Linked DNA regions of Pan troglodytes: region 1 is linked to region 2. Evidence: chromatin contacts called from public Hi-C data. All regions are on one chromosome and are shown on one strand. Each heading gives the region's core, a stretch centred on a gene start, on an enhancer-like site or on the middle of the called end of the contact. The rest is flanking DNA. Distances are from core to core; before and after follow the strand shown.

Region 1 (5,999 bases), core at 949-3,448, 310 kb after region 2:
AAACGTCAAAAACCCTCCACGTCTAGCCCAATCTCCAGGTGAAGTCAATTTCTTCTCCACGTGTCCGATGACTGCCATTCTCTTTACGTAAAACTCGCATAGGCTTGAATCCTGTTACGAATTCACCTGCTTATCTATGAAGCTTGGAAAGTGAATTGAGGGAGTGTTCACAAGCACAGTTCCGTTTTGGTAAGTTAAAGCAGCCCAGGTTAATTTCATTTTCAGTCACTTTTGAGACTTGATAACTACATCTAAGACAGAGGCATGAAAAACACCCTGAATCACTTTCATTCCTACACAAAATCCCTTCCGAGAAGCGGGGACTGCGCCTGGGCCAGGAAGGGACTCCCCTACCTGTAGGTCCCAGCAAGCCACGCCCACCGGCCTCTCAGGGTTGTTTCTTTCTGGGTCGAGGGATGGAGCTGGCCCGTGCGATATTTTAGGCCCCCTCCTGCCCACACTGGGGCCTGCTCATCCCATTATGCAGATGCAAACTTGGCAGAAGCAGCCTTAAACCTGTTGGCAAAATAAACAAAGCCAAATAAAGAGGAATCTGCCAACCTGAATTGTGTGAAGTGGCCAAGGCCGACTCCACGCACGCTCGGCTTTGTCCCTGAAGCTGTTACAATACTAGTTTAAGTCAGGTGCCTGGGGTCCACCAGCCAAGGACCCCTAGCATCCAGCGCAGACCTTCACAGAGATCCTTATTGTCTACAAATTAAAGCGTTTTGCAAATTAAACCCCTCCACACAATGCCAAGCTAACTGTGCTCATAAGGCAGTTACCGTCCATGCCTTAAAACTCACACATCAAATTTTTCCAAAAGCACTCGGTGATTAAATCGCCCTGAAAAAAACCGAGAGGGCCGAGCGATTGTGAGAAACTTTGGTTCATTCAGGTGGCTGTTAGAGTCCTGTAAATCTGGGGCAGGGCGCAGAGCCTGAAGCCGGGCACAAAAGCTCCCTTCGCCGAAGCGAGGACCTCCTTTATGCGACGTGACAGCAGCTTTGTGCGCGAACATAAATAGTTGTAATAAACACAGTTAAGTTCTCCCGGCCGATCGCGGCCTCCCCCGTCCCTGCGCCGGGGCCCCGCGATCCGCGGCTATTCTTCCCCGGCACACGCGCCCTGGCGACCCTGGCCACCGCACGGTCCCACGCTAGCCCCGAGCTCCGTGCCGGCCGCCCGCCTGCAGGCCAGGCGCAGCCTGCGCACCCGGGGGTCTCCAGTCCCCGGGCCCCGCAGGCGGGCCCCCTGCTCTGATCCTCGCCCGCGCCCTTGGCTGGCGTCCCCGCCCCTGCGCCGGCCCCCGATGGTGGGGGTTGGGGATGGGAAGGCGGGCAGGAAGGTGCAGAGCCGGGAGGTGCCCGGCAGTCCGCGGTCGGGGGCGCCCAGGCCGCGGCGGGGCCGAGAGCACCGGAGAGGCGCGGAGGGGACCCGCTCTCCTGGCCCCTTCCCGGGCGCACCCCGGCCCGCGAGCCCCGCCGCGCTCCCAACTCCGCCCAACGGCCCCAAGTTTGTGGCCCCCGCCCCACGCCCGCCTGGCCGCGCTTACCTCGCCGTGGGCCGCCCGCGGAGCCGGAGGGCAGCGGCGCGGGTCCCGGGGCGGTGGCCGCGCTGCGCCCGCCCAGGCGCCGCTCTTTGTCTGCGCCGGTCCCTCCTCCCGCCGCCGGGCGGACGCTGCCGGCCCGGGAGGACCCTGCCGGCCCGGGCGCCGCGAGCCTCCCGGCCGCCAAGCCCTCCCCTCCGCCAGCCGCCCGCTCCGCCGCGCGGCTCCGGCCTGACGATCCCCGCGGCGGCGGCGGCGGCGGCGGCGGCGGCGGCGACCCTCCCCCGGCGCGCAGCGCCCGCCTCCTCCGCGCTCTTCCTCCTCCTCCCGCGCTCCTCCCCGGCCGCGCCGTGACGCCGCCCAGGGGCCGGCCCAGGCCCGGGCGCGCGGGGCGGGGACCCGAGACCCACCTGGGGCGCCACCCGTCGTCGCCAGGCTCCGCGCCCGGGTCCCGGTACGGGCGCCGGGATAGCGCGGGGCTGCAGGACGCTCCGCTCTGGAGGCGCAGCACGGGCCCGGCGCCGGGGGCAGGAAAGGGTCCCCACGCCCGAAATTGCGTGCGGGCGGTGGGGGGCAGGGTGGGTGGGTGGGGAGGAGAGTGAAAACACAGACGGCAACTTCCAGCCTGGGATGACTGCCGGGTGGGCTTTGCGTCGTCTTTTTTGTTTGTTCGTTGTTCTTATCACGAAGCTCTAGTTGCTGGGCAGCCGCCCCCCTCCCGGAAGCATTCCCACGGCACTCAGCTAAGCAGGCCTGTTGTCCATCAGAAAAGTGACTTAAATAAAAATGTCACTTCCTCCCTGTAATTGCTTGTGGGCATTTTTATTTATTTGCTTTGCATCTATTTACTTTCCCAACCAGACACGTTTTTAGTCCATCATCCCTGTCCGAGGCACTTCCTAAAAGAAGAAGAAACTCGACCTCTGTTGCCTCCCAGGCATCCAGGCCAGCCCCAGCCAGTGGAATCCTGGTTGCACACCCATGGGGGCAGAACCCGAAGACGAGCTGCCCGAATGTGCCCCTAGAAGGAGTGTCGCTAATGATGGGACCGTTCAGCTCACCCAGCCTCGAGTTGTGGCTAGCCTATAAACAAACTTGGAAGATGAAAACCCAAGAGCAAGGGGAAAGACACAAGTTTCCCTTTCACAGACACATGCATCCGGATGTCTTTTCTCCTCCCCATATGGTTTCCCAAAAGAAATCCTAATATTCAAATGATTCTGATTTCCTGGCAGGATAGCCTGCATCCATGTTAATGAGATTCTTTCTTAGGCTCCTGGTCTCTGCTTACTATTAAGGCAATAATAATTTACCCAAGGTTACAAGGCTGTATTATTTGATTCACTCATCTCCTGCTTCCTTCCAGAAGGGAAGTACCCAAGGATAGGTAACTAGACTCAGCGTAGCTTCGAAGTCAGACAGGTGAGTGTTTGACTGTTGACTTCCTGAACTGTGTAACGTTGCACAGGTGGTCCTCAGCCTTTCTAAAATCTGTCAAATGGGGAGATAATATTTACCTACCTCCCATGTGAAGTACCCTGGCAGTAGGTAGCCCTCAATAGCTCAGTAAGTGGAAGGAGGCACAGTACACCGAGCAGGGATCAGGTACAAGCTCAGGGAATCAGAACAGCCTCATTTTTCCTTGTTTTGACCTTGTGAAAGAAGCTACTTCAGTTCATCCTTTTGTGCAAGCTTTGTGTCACTAATATCTAGCTTTACAATAAGGAAAGAAAAATTCTAGTCATCAGTCTGCCCAATTTTAGATTCATTTACTCAAAATAAGTATAGCAATATTGACCCAGTTTGTAGCTTGTTTGCTTTGTAAACTTTCACTGAATCGTGGTTCTTGCATGCCTCTTCTTTCTCTGATTCTTTAGAAGTCACCGATGTCATTCTCTATCTAAATCCAGTGGCCCTTTATCAATCTTTATCCTGTGGAGTTTTCTGAAATATGTGGCATTTCTGCTATTTCCTGAAACACCATCATCTTTTCATTCATCAAACGCAGCCAGTTCTGATTCTCTTACCTTTCTGACCTGCCCATCTGCCTCCTCTGGAGAGTTTGTTGTCTTCCCACCCTGTAAAAGTGATATCCCCAAGGCAGATGGTGGCCCTTTGTTTTTACTCTGATACGCACCTTTTTTTTTTTAAGAGAGAGTTGATTGTTTTTTGTACACTCCCTGTCTAAACCTTCATTGATTAACCCCCAGGCCTGTAGCCTTAGAGAGCTCCCCTGCTAATCTGCAGAGCTCCCCAGCTAATCTGCACCCCCTAAACATGGCCCAGCATCTCTTCTAGGTCACCATGTTCAAAATGAAACTCATCTGCTCCCCAGACCAGCTCCTCCTCCCACGGTTTCAGGCCTGGCCAAGAGTCTACCAGGCACCTCAGCTCCTGGGAGAAACCTCATTGTTATCTTGGCTTTTCCTTCCCTCTCTCCGAGCTCTCCCCAAGAAAAGCCGGGAGAGCGCTGAATGACACCAAGACCCCTTGAAGACTACCCCCATGGTTCTGAGTCCTGGTGATTCTTAAACGTCTTTTCCACTGCACCTTTCTTTCCATATCCATCACTGGCATCCTAACTTACACATCATTCCTAGCAATAGTTATAATGTACCTTGATTGAATTCTTGACATATATCATCTCTAATCCACACACAATAGTATTATCCCCATTTTACAGATGAAATCACTTCAACAGTGGATCAAAGAACTGGGGTCAGAACTGCATGTACCTGACTCCAAAACTCTTGTTCAATTCCCCACAACTACTGCCTTCCAACTGGTCTCCCATTACTTCCTTCTTAAATCCCTCAGACTCACAGTGGACATCAATGTCATCCTAACCTTCCTATAAATTGTTTCCATTTGTCCCTGGTTGTGCTCAAGAACTTCTCATGGCTCCCCGTTGCCCACCACAGTCTCCTCAAAAGTTATCTGATGACTGAAGACTGAGCATTTTCCGCCAGAGAGGCTGGGGTATTTAGCCCTTAGAGGCCTGTGTTCGTTTCCTCGGGCTGCCTTAACAAATGACCGCAAACTAGGTGACAAAACAGAGGTTATTTTCTCAAAGTTCTGGAGTTCAGAAGTCTGATATCAAGACACCAGCCTCTCTCCAAAGTCTGTAGAGAACAATCCTTCCCTGCCTCTTCCAGCTTCTGGTGGCTGCAGGCATTCCTTGGCTTGTGGCAGCGTCACTCCCACCTCTGCCTCTCTGTCTTCACACAACCTGGTTCCCTGTGTCCTTTCCCTTCTCTCTTTTTGTAAAGACAAGTATCATTGAATTTAGGGCTCACTCTAATCCAGCATGATGTCATCTCGACATCCGTATCTTACAACATCTGCAAAGACCTTTTTTCCAAATAAGGTCGCATTCTCACCTTCCAGGTGAACATATCTTTTGGGGCCAACATCCAACCCACTGCAAGCCTTAACATGGGGGAGACATTTCTTTGAAGCTTATGTTTTATCTAAAAATATATAGGTTTTTCTGCATTCTACTCCATTAATGTGTCCACATCTGTTTTACTGTCTTCAATCACAAAGTATTGAAAGCATAAAAAACATGGAGTGGAAGGAGGTGCAGTAAACTTTTGCCTAAAATCACATCAGCATTACACCTTATGATCTCTCTTCCAAAGGCCTCTCAAACTTAGCCCTGCCATACAATCTCCTTTTTACCTCTGTCCAGTATAAGCTGTTTGCTTCAGTCACTCAGCTCTGCCCACAGTGCCACATTGAGTCACACTAGTTTCAGCCTTCTGTGGTGTGAAGGCAGCTAGGAATTCCCTGTCCCCGTCCTTCTCTTTCAGAGCTCCATTCAAGGCCTTCTCTAACCCCTCCTTAGACTCACGGAAAACACAAAGCAAGGTTGAGGGTGTTGTCCAAGTCATACGTCAGAGGCTCAAAGCCTACCTTGGAGCCTGTGCCTTGGGGTCATTTCACCTCTCTGAGCCTCAGATATTAATAGTGCTCTTGCAAAGCGTTGTGAGAATTAAAGGAGATAATATAAACATGTCTCAACTGTGTGTTCAGCACATGATAAACACTCATGTCTCCTTTCTCATGACCTTCTCTTGTAACCCTCAATTCAATTAAGCATATCTGGTGTAGTTCTATTTGTAAGGCATTATAAGATCCACTTCAGGATTCATTCATTTGGTGCAGACACCAAAGAACACCTGGATGTGCAAAGAGCAGATATAAGATTGCATTATTCAGAGAGGTTATAACGCAAACTGGAGTAGAGTGAAAGGATGGGAAAATAGTTTAGGAGAAATGGAGAGGAAAGACCCAAAAGGAAGGATGAAACCAGCATACAAATAACTATAATATAAAACTAAACATGAACAGTACCAAAGAAAATATGTCTAGAGAATCAGGAGAAGCTTTAGGCTTTATGAAAGGTGGTGGCATTGGCAATGACCTTGAGAGACTACATGGTGGGAAG
Region 2 (5,774 bases), core at 1,786-4,285:
CATCAGTTGTTCATTCGAGGCTGCAATAATAAGCACTCCTTAATTTATCCAATCCAGTTGCCTAGCATTAGCTCTCCCAGCAAATTCAGAGCTGCAAAATGCTCCTTTGAAGGTGCTTAATATTAATAAATTGATCAAGAAGGGGTCACGGTCATTTTCTTTATTAAATGTTTGTGAGTGAGGAAGGGCGTGGTGGTTCAAGCCTATAATCCTAGCACTTTGGGAAGCCGAGGCAGAAGCATCACTTGAGCCCAGGAGTTCGAGACCAGTCTGGGCTACATAGTGAGACTCATCTCTACTAAAAATTAAAAGCAAAAAAAAAAAAAAAAATTGCCAGGCGTGGAGTCAACACACCTGTAGTCCCAGCTACTCGGGAGGCTGAGGTGGGAGGATTGCTTGAGTCCGGGAGATCAAGGCTGCAGTGAGCTATGATCACACCACTGCACTCCTGCCTGGGCAACAAAGTGAGACCCTGTCTCAAAAAAAAAAAAAGTTTGGAGGTGGCATAAAGAGTCACCTTTGGGATTACATAAAGATTTTCACTGTAGGCTGGGCATGGTGGTTCATGTTTGTAATCCCAGCACTTTGGGAGGCCAAGATTGGTGGATCACCTGAGGTCGGCAGTTTGAGACCAGCCTGACCAACATGGAGAAACCCCATCTCTACTAAAAATACAAAACAAAAACAAAAACAAAAACCTTAGCTGGGCGTGGTGACACATGCCTGTAATTCCAGCTACTCGGGAGGCTGAGGTAGGAGAATCGCTTGAACCTGGGAGGCGGAGGTTGCGGTGAGCCAAGGTCACGCCATTACACTACAGCCTGGGCAACAAGAGCAAAACTCCATCTCAAAAAAAAAAAAAAATCTTTTCACTGTATAAGAACTTTCACATCCCAGCTCGGTGGTGATATTTTAACTGACTTCTATCACTGAGTTATTGGTATACACTAAATAAAATACAAGTCCTGAAAATAAATGGCTTGTAGCCAGTGCTCACTTGACTTATTCAGATGTGCTTTTTTCTTCTTCTTCTTTTATTTATTTCTTTTTTTATTTTGCGACGGAGTTTCACTCTTGTTACCCAGGCTGGAGTGCAATGGCACGATCTCACCGCAATCTCCTCCTCCCAGATTCAAGCAATTCTCCTGCCTCAGCCTCCCGAGTAGCTGGGATTACAGGAATGTGCCATCACGTCTGGCATTTTTAGTAGAGACGGGGTTTCTCCATGTTGGTCAGGCTGGTCTTGAACCCCCGACCTCAGGTGATCTGCCCCCCTCGGCCTCCCAAAGTGCTGGGATTACAGGTATGAGCCACCAAGGCCGGCCCAGATGTGCTTCTTAAAATGGCAAGAACAAAGAGTGGGAGGCAGGTAAACCACACAATGGGAAATGACTGATTAGCTTCGCCTGTGATTCTAAGGTGGAACAATAATCCTCCCCACCTGAACAGACCCCACCACCTCTCCTGCTGTTTTAGCAACCCCGGGGCTCCATCCCAGGGCTCCTACTGAATGTCCCCTGCCTCTTCTCACCTCCAGTTCAGTTTCCATACCTGTTTTGAATGAGCAAAATACAGAAACCGAGCAATCGAGTGAGCCTCCCTTTTACATTAGGCAGTGCCCAGCTGCTTTGCAGTGGGACAGCGCCAGTCTCAGGCTCTTGGGCAAGTCACTTCATACACCAGTAACTCTGAGGTCACAATCCCTGCCTCCCCTAGTTGTAAGCTTCAAAGGCAGTCATGTGTCCTTGAGGCCACTTGTGAACCATAAATGTTCCTCCTACCCAGTGAAGGTGGTAACTCAGGACAAACCACGGCTTCAGATTATGGTTCCTAAAGTGGGGCCTGTGGAGCCCAGCGTTCAGATATCGGAGCACCCATCATTCTGGGTGTGCGTGTGAATGCACGCTTTACAGAGAGCGAGCGGAGAATTTGAGTTTTCAACCGATTCGCTGGGAGCTCCACGAAGCAGGAAAGATTAAGCATTACTCCTTTAAGAGCCTTTCCCCTCTCTGGGGTGTGAGGCCTGTGCCCGGCTTTGCAAATTGCAACTTGACCCAGCTGGGAAGCGCAAGTCAACTTGGTTGCCAAGCGACTGCCTGGAAGGGAATGGCGGTGATGGTGCCATTTGCCTCCTCTGGGTTACCAGCTGCGTAAAGCCCCCACAACCCCTTTGCCCCTTACGTTAAGCCCCGAAACACTACTTGCCCACCCTTCCGGACGCCTGGCCCTCCTTGCCCAAGGTTGCCCGGGAGATCTGAGACCCTCCCCTTGACCCCGGTACTCTCTCCACCCTCACAAGCTCACCACTTCGCACTTGTGCGAGTGCAAAACCCCAGACCCGGTCCTCTACCACCCCCTTGGCCCTGCCTAGGCTAAGGATGGGTCCCTACGCCGCCACCCCATCACCGATCGCTCTCCCCGGGCACCCTGGAAGCGCCACACGGGGCCAACCCCTGGTGCCGCTATCAATCAGCCTGGCATCGCCCCGCTCACCTGGGCCCCAGCACAGGAGCAGGAGCAGCGCCAGCCCGGTCAGGGCCAGGACAGCAGGCCGCGCGGGGGAGGCGGCCATGGCGGCGGGGCGCGAGCAGGAGGGCGAGGGGCGCACTTCGAGCCGCTGCGAGGGAGAACTGGGCGCGGGAGAGGGATGCGAGCGGGCAGGCGCGGCCGCGGGTTATCCCTGCGTCGCTGCCGGGGCGGGACCCAGCGGGTGGGCGCCGCGCCAGAGGGCTGACGGCCAAGCGGCTGCGCCCAGCGCACGGGCGAGTACCGCCGAGGTCCTCGCTCCCGCCCCGGCCCCAAGGGGAGCGCAGCCCCTGGGCTCCAAGGCCAAGGATGCTTGGCCACGGAGAACCGCCGGCGGCGGGGGCCGCGTGGCCAGCGCTGCCCGCAGCGAAAGCGGTTAGGACAAGCTGGGTTCCGGAGACCCAGGGAAGGGCAGAAGGCATCGGGAGAAGGGACGAGGCCCCCTGGCCACTCAGAGGGAGGACTTGCCGGATCCCAGCGCTGGGGTGTCTCCTTGGCTCCCCCACTTCCTCCGCCCGCCCCAGCCGCGCCACTGTTCCCCTTACTCCTCACCCCTTTCTTCCCTATCTCCCTCCCTCCCTGCTTGGAGGCCTTGCTTCTGCCTGGTTTGTAAAGTGGGCTTTGGAATTTCCTTAGTTCAGAGCTGCTCTTAAGGATGCCTTAGGCGGGGCTGTTTTTGAGATATTTTGAAAGACTCCACAGTCTGGGTTCAGAGCTGCAGTCCAGGAAATCTTCTCACCCAAACTTCTCCAATAGAAAAGCCTTTGAGAAACCAGGAACCTGGTGCCCTGCAGCTGTGAGCAAAACCACTGCTTCCCTTTGCCCGCTCTGTAATCCGGGCACACTTCAGCGAGCGATGTTAAGGTGAGACCCAAGGGAAACGCAGAACTGCATCCCAGTAACTGGCCTGTTCTAATGTAGAGGACACGTGAAAGGCGGCGTAGTGAACAAAAACTAGAACAACTTTATCCCAACGGACTCTGAGCGGGTCACCTAATTATTCTCTCCAGGCCTGGGCTACAAAAGGATGGTGATGTGAGATTACCTTTCCTGTCTTCCCATCTCAGATCTGCCCTGAACTGAGCTGATTACCTCTTTCCTTCACCAAGGTTCTCACTTATTTTCCCCTCCCTGAGACAGAGTTTCACTCTTGTTGCCCAGGCTGGAGTGCAGTGATGGGATCTCAGTCACTGCAACCTCTGCCTCCGGGGTTCAAGCGATTCTCCTGCCTCAGCCTCCTGAGTAGCTGGGATTACAAGGCATGTGCCACGAGGCCCGGCTAATTTTGTATTTTTAGTAGAGAAGGGATTTTACCATGTTGGCCAGGCTGGTCTTGAACTCCTGAACTCAAATGATTCACCCGCATCGGCCTCCCAAAGTGTTAGGATTACAGGTGTGAGCCACCACACCGGCCGGTATTTTTATACCCTCCAGTGGTAAGCACTTACTGTCTCTCCATATAATTAGCTCTCCATGCAATGCAGTTGAATTTCTCCAGCAGGAAGGAGAAAGAAGACTTCTAACATTGAGCTAGTAAGGACAGATGGTGGCCGACCAAAGAAAAAAGTGCGAAGTGGGTCTGAGTTAAATAACGATACTGCCCAGGGTGTCAGAGAGAATCAGAAGGATAATGTTACACATCTAGCTATCTTGGGGAAGTGCTTCTAAACCCTTGAGGAAACTGTAGAATAGGGGATAGGATATCCCCTGTAGAATAGGGGATAAAAGTAACTAGGCATATATTTACTTTTGCCTGAGGACAAGAAATTTATCATTACAAAGAAAAATCAAAGCACATAAAAAGCCAATATTCTGTTTGGATTGGTTTAGAACATACATTAAACATAATGGCTGTAATCTTATTTATCCTGTGGAGATCATCCCCCTTACCCCAAATTGCTACCAATATCTACTTCTAATATGACATTCAAATTCTCTTCACTTAAGGGGGATCATGGTGGCTCACGCCTGTAATCCCAGCACTTTGGGAGGCTGAGGAGGGCAGATCACTTGAGGTCAGGAGTTTGAGACCAGCCTGGTCAACATGGTGAAACTCCCTGTCTACAAAAATACAAAAATTAGCCAGGCGTGGTGGCGCGTGCCTGTAGTCCCAGCTACTTGGGAGGCTGAGGCAGGAGAATCACTTGAATCCAGGAGGCCGAGGTTGCAGTGAGCTGAGATTGCGCCACTGCACTCCAGCCTGGGTGACAAAGCAAGACACTATCTCAAAAAAAAAAAATTATCTTCACTTAATCGGGATATGATCAGAGAGTTTTCTGTAGCAGGGAGCGTCTCACTCTGCCTTCAGAGGGGCCGCTAAACTCATGTGTTCAGCCTAGAGACACTATGTCAGTTCTTATGCTGATATCTAAGTTCCTTTTCATCTGTCTATTTGTTCAACGATATTTACTTATTGTCTTAGTCCATTTGGGCTGCTAAACAAAATCCCGGAAGCTGGGTAGCTTATAAGCAACAGAAATGGATTTTGCACAGTTATGGAGGCTGGAAATCCAAGACTAACGCCCCAGCAGATTTGGTGTCTGGTCAGGCCCTGCTTCCTGCTTCCTAGATGGCACCTTCTTGCTGTGTCCTCATACGGTAGAAGGGGTGAGGGAGCTCTCTGGGGCTCTTTTATGAGGTCACAAATCCCACTCATGAGGGATCCATCCTCAGTACCTGATCATCTCCCGAAGGCCCCACCTCCTAACACCTCACTTCAGGAATTAGGATTTAATGTATGAATTTAGGGGAGACACAAAAATTCAGTCTGTAGCACTTATAAAATGCTAGCTACATGTGAGACACTATTAAAGGTCCTTTTCTTACTAGTCACTTAAATTTGTCACCCCTTTAATGTACAAGACCCTCCTTTCTCCCGCTGCTAAGTCTGGTCTGATTTTTCATTCCAGTGTTTCTCAAACTTAGTCTGAAAATCCCAAGGAGCTTGTTAGTGCAGATTTCTGAGTCAAATCCCCTGGAATGACGTAGGTCTTGGGTGGGGCCCAGCTGTCTCCATTTTGTTTTTATTGGCTCCTAGAGAACGCTGATCCCAGTAGTCCTCAGACTGCACTTAGAGTAACTCAGCTCATTCAGCTCTCCACCAAAACGCACCTGCTTCCTAAAGTCTCCACCTGGCCTCACTCAGTTTAATAATGCAGTTTCTCTCCCTTGATATACCATACCAAATGAACCCCAGGACCTTCGTTTCTGCCATGTGACAGTAGCTAAGGACGCGGGCTTTGGGTTCC

Evidence for each region. A called contact is a pair of places that touch in the nucleus more often than the background predicts.
Region 1: a Hi-C map of stem cell-derived neural progenitor cells shows a contact between it and region 2, with 2.1 times the contacts expected there. The contact joins the promoter of NCK2 here to the promoter of C2AH2orf40 in region 2. A contact is called at or near these places in 1 of 7 Hi-C or Micro-C datasets (stem cell-derived neural progenitor cells) and 1 of 1 datasets of contacts at active chromatin or transcription factors (stem cell-derived excitatory neurons).

Annotation. Positions count from the first base shown.
Region 1 is chr12:17,091,350-17,097,348 of NHGRI_mPanTro3-v2.0_pri, forward strand. It overlaps NCK2 (NCK adaptor protein 2), which reads right to left and starts at 2,199. Exons shown (of 5, transcript XM_054678688.1): 1 at 1,960-2,199.
Region 2 is chr12:16,775,698-16,781,471 of NHGRI_mPanTro3-v2.0_pri, forward strand. It overlaps C2AH2orf40 (chromosome 2A C2orf40 homolog), which reads right to left and starts at 3,036. Exons shown (of 4, transcript XR_010149037.1): 1 at 2,494-3,036.